Regions from separate parts of the Mus musculus genome. Here region 2 is linked to region 1. The links are chromatin contacts, called in public ChIA-PET maps. All regions are on one chromosome and are shown on one strand. Each heading gives the region's core, a stretch centred on a gene start, on an enhancer-like site or on the middle of the called end of the contact. The rest is flanking DNA. Distances are from core to core; before and after follow the strand shown. Region 1 overlaps Axin1 (axin 1). Region 2 overlaps Ergic1 (endoplasmic reticulum-golgi intermediate compartment (ERGIC) 1).

The links. ChIA-PET counts read pairs in DNA pulled down with a chosen protein or histone mark.
Region 2: a contact with region 1 is called in an RNA polymerase II ChIA-PET map of memory CD8 T cells, with 8 read pairs. The contact joins two enhancer-like sites.

What each region holds. Positions count from the first base shown.
Region 1 is chr17:26,166,512-26,170,022 of GRCm38.p6, reverse strand. The region is part of intron 2 of Axin1 (axin 1); the gene reads right to left. Among named protein-coding and RNA genes, the nearest start is that of Gm46600, 30 kb to the right of the region's middle. Within about 2 kb of position 1,747, at least 95 of the 459 cell types and tissues checked have an H3K27ac peak or open chromatin away from gene starts, as enhancers often do. A contact at or near this core is called in memory CD8 T cells, where this site is marked.
Region 2 is chr17:26,570,589-26,574,099 of GRCm38.p6, reverse strand. All of the region lies in intron 1 of Ergic1 (endoplasmic reticulum-golgi intermediate compartment (ERGIC) 1), which reads right to left. Among named protein-coding and RNA genes, the nearest start is that of 1700049J03Rik, 6.3 kb to the right of the region's middle. Within about 2 kb of position 1,644, at least 48 of the 459 cell types and tissues checked have an H3K27ac peak or open chromatin away from gene starts, as enhancers often do. A contact at or near this core is called in memory CD8 T cells, where this site is marked.

The DNA.
Region 1 (3,511 bases), core at 498-2,997:
GTGAGTTCCAGGACAGCCAGGGCTACACAGAGAAACCCTGTCTCGAAAAACCAAAACAAAAAAAAAAAGTTCCAGGTTGGGCTGGTGAGATGGCTCAGTGGGTAAGAGCACTGACTGCTCCTCTGAAGGTCCTGAGTTCAAATCCCAGCAACCACATGGTGGCTCACAACCACCCATAATGAGATCTAATGCCCTCTTCTGGTGCATCTGAAGACAGCTACAGTGTACTTAAGATATAAAAATTAATAAATCTTTGGGCCTGAGTGAGCAGGGCTGACCAGAGTGAGCAGAGGTCCTAAATTCAATACCCAAAAACCACATGAAGGCTCACAACCATATGTACAGCTACAATGTACTCATATACATAAAATAAATAAATCTTTAAAAAAAAGGGGGGGGGGGTCCCGGCAGCCACGGCTATACACTGATGGCTTTCAATAGCACTACTCACCGCACCTCAAGTTAGTAAATTAGGAAATACCAAAAATGAAGCTATTTGAGAGGTTCGTCTGTTTGGATCTTAGATCCTAGGGTTAGGGCACACTAAGCAGTAAGCCATAGACTGTACTTGACTGTCAGGCACTCTGTACTGTACCCTCAGTGTAAGAGAAGGAATATCCAAATTGTTTCTAAGGGAATAGGCCTCCCTTTGACCATCCATGTACACTAACCCACCTACAAGTATGCAGAAGTGGCAGGAGTATGTGTTATAGGTGTATATCACTATAGTCAGCCCGCTGCACTTCTACAGTCAGCCCTCTGCACTTTTCCAAGTCCTCAAAATAAAAGCTTAGTGGAATCCATGCAAACATGCCCAACTTACTCTTGACAAAAGTACAAAAGCAAACTGATAGAGAAAAGGCAGTCTTTTCAATAAATGGTGCTATGATACCTAGACATGCACAGACCCAAAGAATGAACTTTGATCTACATCTCACACTTCATACCAAGTCAAACTCTGTAGTTCTTGGATGTTTTTAGCCTGAGCTTCAGTTATGCTCCAGCATTCCATTCACTCGGCCTCTGCCCACCTTGCCTCAGCAACATGCCCTGGCACAGTATCCTGAGCACTCAGTGTTTCTTTCCCAGTCCTTGTAACACCAGTATTAGCTGGTATTCAGGCTATTGTGAGAGGTACTCTGGTTACCGATGGCCAACCCAGAGTGGACACTATGCATTTGCACCATGTGTATACCTCGTGCCTACGGAACCAAGAAGAAGATACTGTAGCTCCTAAAACTGAAGTTACAAGGAGTTATGAACTTCCTGATATTAGTGCTGGGAACCAAACCCACATTTGACACAGCTATGGCATCTCAATACCTGATTCACTTGTCTCTCCCAGCTAGAAGCTACTTGGTGACTAATGCTCTTCAGGTTTCCTAGGATAACTTCTAATATGGGTCAATGAAAATACTGATCTTAGGGCTAGGGAGATAGTTCAACTATAAAACAACTACTGTGCAAGCATGAGGACCTGAGTTCATCACACATAAAAAGCCAGGTCTGAATGGGCACCGAGGCACATACTTTAGTCACAGCACTTAGGAGAGAGAGAGAGAGAGAGATAGGAGGATCTTTGTGAGCTCAAGGCCAGCCTAGTCTATCTACATAGTGAGTTCCAGGGCAGGCAGAACTACAAAGAGTCAGTCTCAGTATCTTCCCTCCCCCCTCTCCCCATGTGTGTGTGGAGTGGGTGAGTATGTGTATATTGGTTTGAACAGGAATGGCCTCCATAGTTATGTGTTTGAACGCTTAGCCATAGGGAGTGGCCTTATGAGATGTGACCTTGTTAGAGGAAGTGTGCCACTGTGAAGGCAGGGTTTTGAGGTCTTAAAAGCTCAAGCTCAGCTCAGTATGAAACCCACAATTTCCTCCTTACTGCCTGAGGATGAAGATGTAGAACTCTCAGTTCCTGCTCAAATACCATGCCTGCCTGCATACTACCATCATCTTCTCGACATGATGATATAACAGATTTAAACCTCTGAAACTGCAAGCCAGCCCCAATTAAATATTTTCCTTTATAAGAGTTACCATGGTCATGGTGTCTCTTCACATCAATAAAACCCTAACAGAGTCAGTCTGTCAGTCAGGGTGTCTTTGTCTCTGTCTCTCTCTCTCCCTCTCTCTTGTTTTTTGAGGCAAAATTTCTGTTTCCTCAAACTTATAGATCCATCTGCCCCTGCCTCCCAAGAGCTAAGATTAAAGGTATATACAGTTACCACCCAGTTCTAAGAAAGAAAGAAAGAAAGAAAGAAAGAAAGAAAGAAAGAAAGAAAGAAAGAAAGAAAGAGAGAAAGAGAGAAAGAGGGAAAGGGGGAAAGGGGGAAAGGGGGAAAGGGAAAGGAAAAGGGAAAAGGGAAAAGGGAAAAGGGAAAAGGGAAAAGGGAAAAAAGAGAAAGGGAAAGGGAAAGGGAAAGGGAAAGGGAAGGGAAGGAAAGGAAAGGAAAGGAAAGGAAAGGGAAAAAAGAAAAAGCAGAGCTTACAACCAACCTTTTCAGCATATCCTTTAATGGGCAAGTAGGACTGGGATGTGGCTAAGTGCCAGGGGAAGAGGTGTGTGTGTGTGTGTGTGTGTGTGTACACATATATATGTATACATTATACACACACAGTTTTAAAATTATTTATGCATATGGGTGCTTTGCCTTCGTGTAAGCACATGCATGTCTGTTGTCTGTATAAGTCAGAAAGGGTTATTGATTCCCTAGGACTGGAGTTACAGATAGTTGTGAGTTGAAGCAGGGTCCTCCAGAAGAGTAGCCAATACTCTTTTTAATAGCTGAGCCATCTCTCCAGATCCTTGTTTTGTTTTGTTTTTTTGTTTAGAGATAAGGCTTCAATATACAGCCCAAATTAGCCTTAAACTCATTATTCTTCTGTCTCAGCCTCCTAAGAGGTATGTACTACACCAGGTCCAGCATGAAGCACTGGTTTTTGTTGCTGCTGTTTGTTTTGGTTCATTTGTTCTCTCACTCTCATTCTCTCCCTCTCTCCCTCCCCTCCCCTCCCCTCCTCTCCTGTAATGAGTGATCACTTGATTGCCTCAGTCTCCTGAGAAAGCAACCTAATACCCATAGGTAGAAGCAAGGGCTCTACTGGCTTTAATTTGTTATGACTGATGATGGAATACTTCTGAGAATCAGAGGCCTTGAGCTCTTATGCTGGTAGCCTTGGCCTAAACTCTGCCTACCTTGCTGCCCAAAATGAGCATAAGCTAAGAACCAGCAAATGTATCCTCTCCTAGGGCTTGTCTCTACTGTCCCAGCTCCCTGCCCTGTTACATAGGAACAAATCTGTCTTAAGCCAAGTGGGACATCCTGGGCTGAACAGATGGCTTAGGGCTAGAGGAGAAGGCCTGTCTAACTCTTAGGATCACCCCACCCGAGTCCAGTGTCTTTGGCCACCTAAGTCCTAGAGATGCAATTCAAATGGGATGAGTTTATCCACTAGTCGTTGGCTCTTTATGAGGTCTCTGGAGCTCAGACAGCAGTGGTGAGGACCATGT
Region 2 (3,511 bases), core at 395-2,894, 400 kb before region 1:
GAGGGCAAGGTCTTTGCCATGAGAGTCATCTATGAAAACTCCACAGCTGATGGAATCTGGCAGCAGGCTGGGTGCTGCTCTCCACACCTCCACTCAGGATCAGCAGACGTGTCAGGCAAGAAAAGAAAGAGAAAGGAAGAAAAAGGCAGCCAAGGCACCTCTAACCCCGAGACTGCACAGAAATCAGAAGAAAGTCTAAGACTTGTTTGCAGCCACAAAAGACTCCAAACAGCTAGAGCAGGGATGGAGACTTCCTACTCCATGATATAAAATTATACTACAAAGCCATAGTAATGAGCTCAGAATGATTCCAACATAAAAACCAACGCACAGGCCCTGGGGGGCAGATCACACATGGTCGGCTCATCCTGGCAAGGGCATCAAGAGAACACAAGGGTTGAAGATAATCCCTTCAGTAAACGGTGCCCGGAAGCCTGCCCCTTTACATGTAAAAGGGTGAGACCATCGTATGCCTGTCCTATTCCACATGTGAAAATCATCCTGATGTGGATTAAAGAAAAACAAACCGTAAGACCTAAATGTAGAGCCAGAAACCACAAGATTTCCTGGAAGAAATCACTAGTTTGGAATATGACTTTTAGGGGGTGACGTCGGGGGGGCAGGGGATGAGGGAGGCTTGAGACACGGTTTCTCTGTGTAGCCCTGGCTGTCCTGGAACTCACTCTGTAGACCAGGCTGGCCTCAAATTCATAAAAGTCCTCCTGCCTCTGACACTTGGGTGCCAGAATTGAAGGTGTGCACCACAGCACCTGGCAGAATATGGCTTATTGAAGAGCAGCCAGATTAGGCTACAAGAGTAACAAATGAGTAATAATGTGTCACAGATAATAAACACATAGCTAAGACTACAGCGAACTCTGTATCTACACAGCAAAGGAGACAAATGAAAAAGGCGGCTGATAATCAGGGAGAAACATTTGCAAGCTGTGTATCTGATTAAAGGATTTAATACCCAAGATTTAATGAGCAGACAAGCAGGCAGATGGGTGGGCATTTGAGACACTTTTTCAAAAATGAGCAAGACGGCCAAGAACACACCGAAAAGGTGGTTGACATCAACTAACTGTCAAGGAGATGCAAACTAAAATGGTCTGTGATACCACCACACAGCCATTAGCATGGCGGCCACTGGATCCAAAACGCAACAAGTGTGGGTGGGGGAGAGTTAGGAGAATGCTTGCACACAGCTGGGTCAGGGGTGTAGACTAGCATAGCCATTATGATAAACAAGGAATCAAAAGTAGAACAACCCAGTAATCTCTCTTCTCTGCATACCCAAAGGAAATGAAATCCCAAAAGGTGCACCCTTGATTACAGCACCAGTCACTAAAGCCACAATGTGGAACAGCCACCACTGATGGAGGGACACAGAAAATGCAGCTCCCAGACACAGTGGAATATTATTCAGCCTTCAAGAGAGAGAGAGAGAGAGAGAGAGAGAGAGAGAGAGATCCCGCCTTGTGCCAGAAAGGACCTAGATGAAAGACAAACTAGGTGAAGTAAAACAAACTGCAGATGTGAAGGGAAGGAGAACCCACTACGCTCAAAGGAGAGCGGTTACCACGGTCAGGGCTGGGTGAGAAGGATGAGTCAGAAAACAGAAAGCAGACAATGTGGTGAGCACCCCTGAGAAAGACCACATGAAGACACACACGGCGTACCGTGTACAGGGCTTTGCTATACAAGGTCATAGCTGTTCTTTGCCGTGGCTATGAATTAAGATATGACAGAGATAATTTGCTTCCAGAGAGTCACGTGAAGGAAGCTGGGTGATGCCTCGAGGTGATGTTTTCTGTAAGAGCTGCCGTCTCATGCTCCTTAGAACACTTTCCAGTGCTAAATAAGACACGGTTACAGATGGTTTTGTTCTAAGCCAGGGCCTTACTCTATAGGCCATGCTGACCTCAGACCAGGAGTACTCCTCCTGACTCAGCCTTCCAAGGGCTAAGATCACATGCCCAGAGTCACCACTCCTGGGTCCCAGGTTTCTCAGGACTTAGTTCCTATACCCTTTGTTACTGGCTCTTCCCCACTCTCAGCCCTGGTAGTACGTCCCAGCCTGCAGACCTGCGATGAATGGAAGTTAGATCCTGACTGAGCCTGTGCCTCCCAACCCCCTCACCTGTGCCCTCATAGCTGCACAGCTACAAAGTAATCCAGCGGCCCACTGTTGTGGGGCCACTGCCATGTGACTCACCCAAGGTGGCCTGGCCCTGGGGTGTCACTTCCCAACAGAATGTTTATTAGCAGCTAGGTAAGAAAGACAGGACAGGTAGAGATCAGAATGCATGCCATGCGGTTCTGGTGTCCTGAGAGGGTGGCCCAGAAAGGCCTGCTCACTCTGGTTGCTTCCCCAGCCCCACAACCCAGTCTACTGGTAAGAAAGGTCAGCAGGCCTCAGGGGGGAAATATGTTGCATGGCCCCTGGAGAGCTCTTAAGACAGCCAAGGTCATGAAAGTCAAGGATTGTGCAATGGCCCTGGCCAGTGGGGACTGGAGTTGCAGCATGAAGGCACGTGGAGGCCTGCATGGGACACTGACCCTATGCCATTGTCACTTCCTGAGCTGGGATGACCCATGTGGCAATGGGCAGCGTGCACAGTGGGAACAGCGGTCAGCTCTGCCTTATCTACAACTTCTTGGAAACCTAAAGTTAGTTCAAAATTGAAAGTTCACTGAGTTTTTAAAAACAAAAACAAAAACAAAAAAACAAAACAAAAACAAAAAAACAAAAAAAACAAAACAAAAAAAACCAAGAAATAAAATGTCAGAACTAAAATCAAGTCCAAGGAGTCAGGGACAGGGGTTTGTCTGCGCCTCAGATCCCAGAACACCTGGCACACAGTAGGTCCTAGTGACCAGTGAACAGCTCCCCACACCTGGCTACTTCGGCCTCTGGAAGGCACTCTGCAAGCCCACCCGGGAAGTCCTGTCTCCTGCCCTGCGGCTCCTTAGCAGTGCTCAATGGTAACTTCCTACCCAAAGATGTCCACAGTGACAGGAAATAGTCACTCAAGCTTCACCATTGGACTACCACTGCCTCCACCCCCAGCTTCCATAGCAACAAACCATAAATACAACTGAGTAGATAACATCCAACCTCGGGGTTTCTGTGGGATCCGCCCCCCAAGAAAATAAAGTGATAACACGTCTTCCAGAATATGAGGCTGCTGAGAAAGCCAGCTCTAACGTCACACAGGCACGTTAGTCTTGGCTGCGTCACCTGCCCCTGTGCTATCTTAGCCACAGTCCTTTCTCAAGCCAGCAGGGACCAAGTTCCTCCCTGCCTCTGCACCGAGGAGACCCACGGCAAGCCTCTGGCCTAGCCCACATATAAGCTGCCCAGTGGGCACATTACGTGCCAGTGCAGCACAGCCCCAGGGAGCCTGATGGCTGGGCGCTGATGGTACTCGGAGTGGAGGAAGGGCACACCCCTCAGGAGAGAGCTGGCTAGCCTTGGCTACAACCTCCAGTGCTGCTCGGAGGGGAG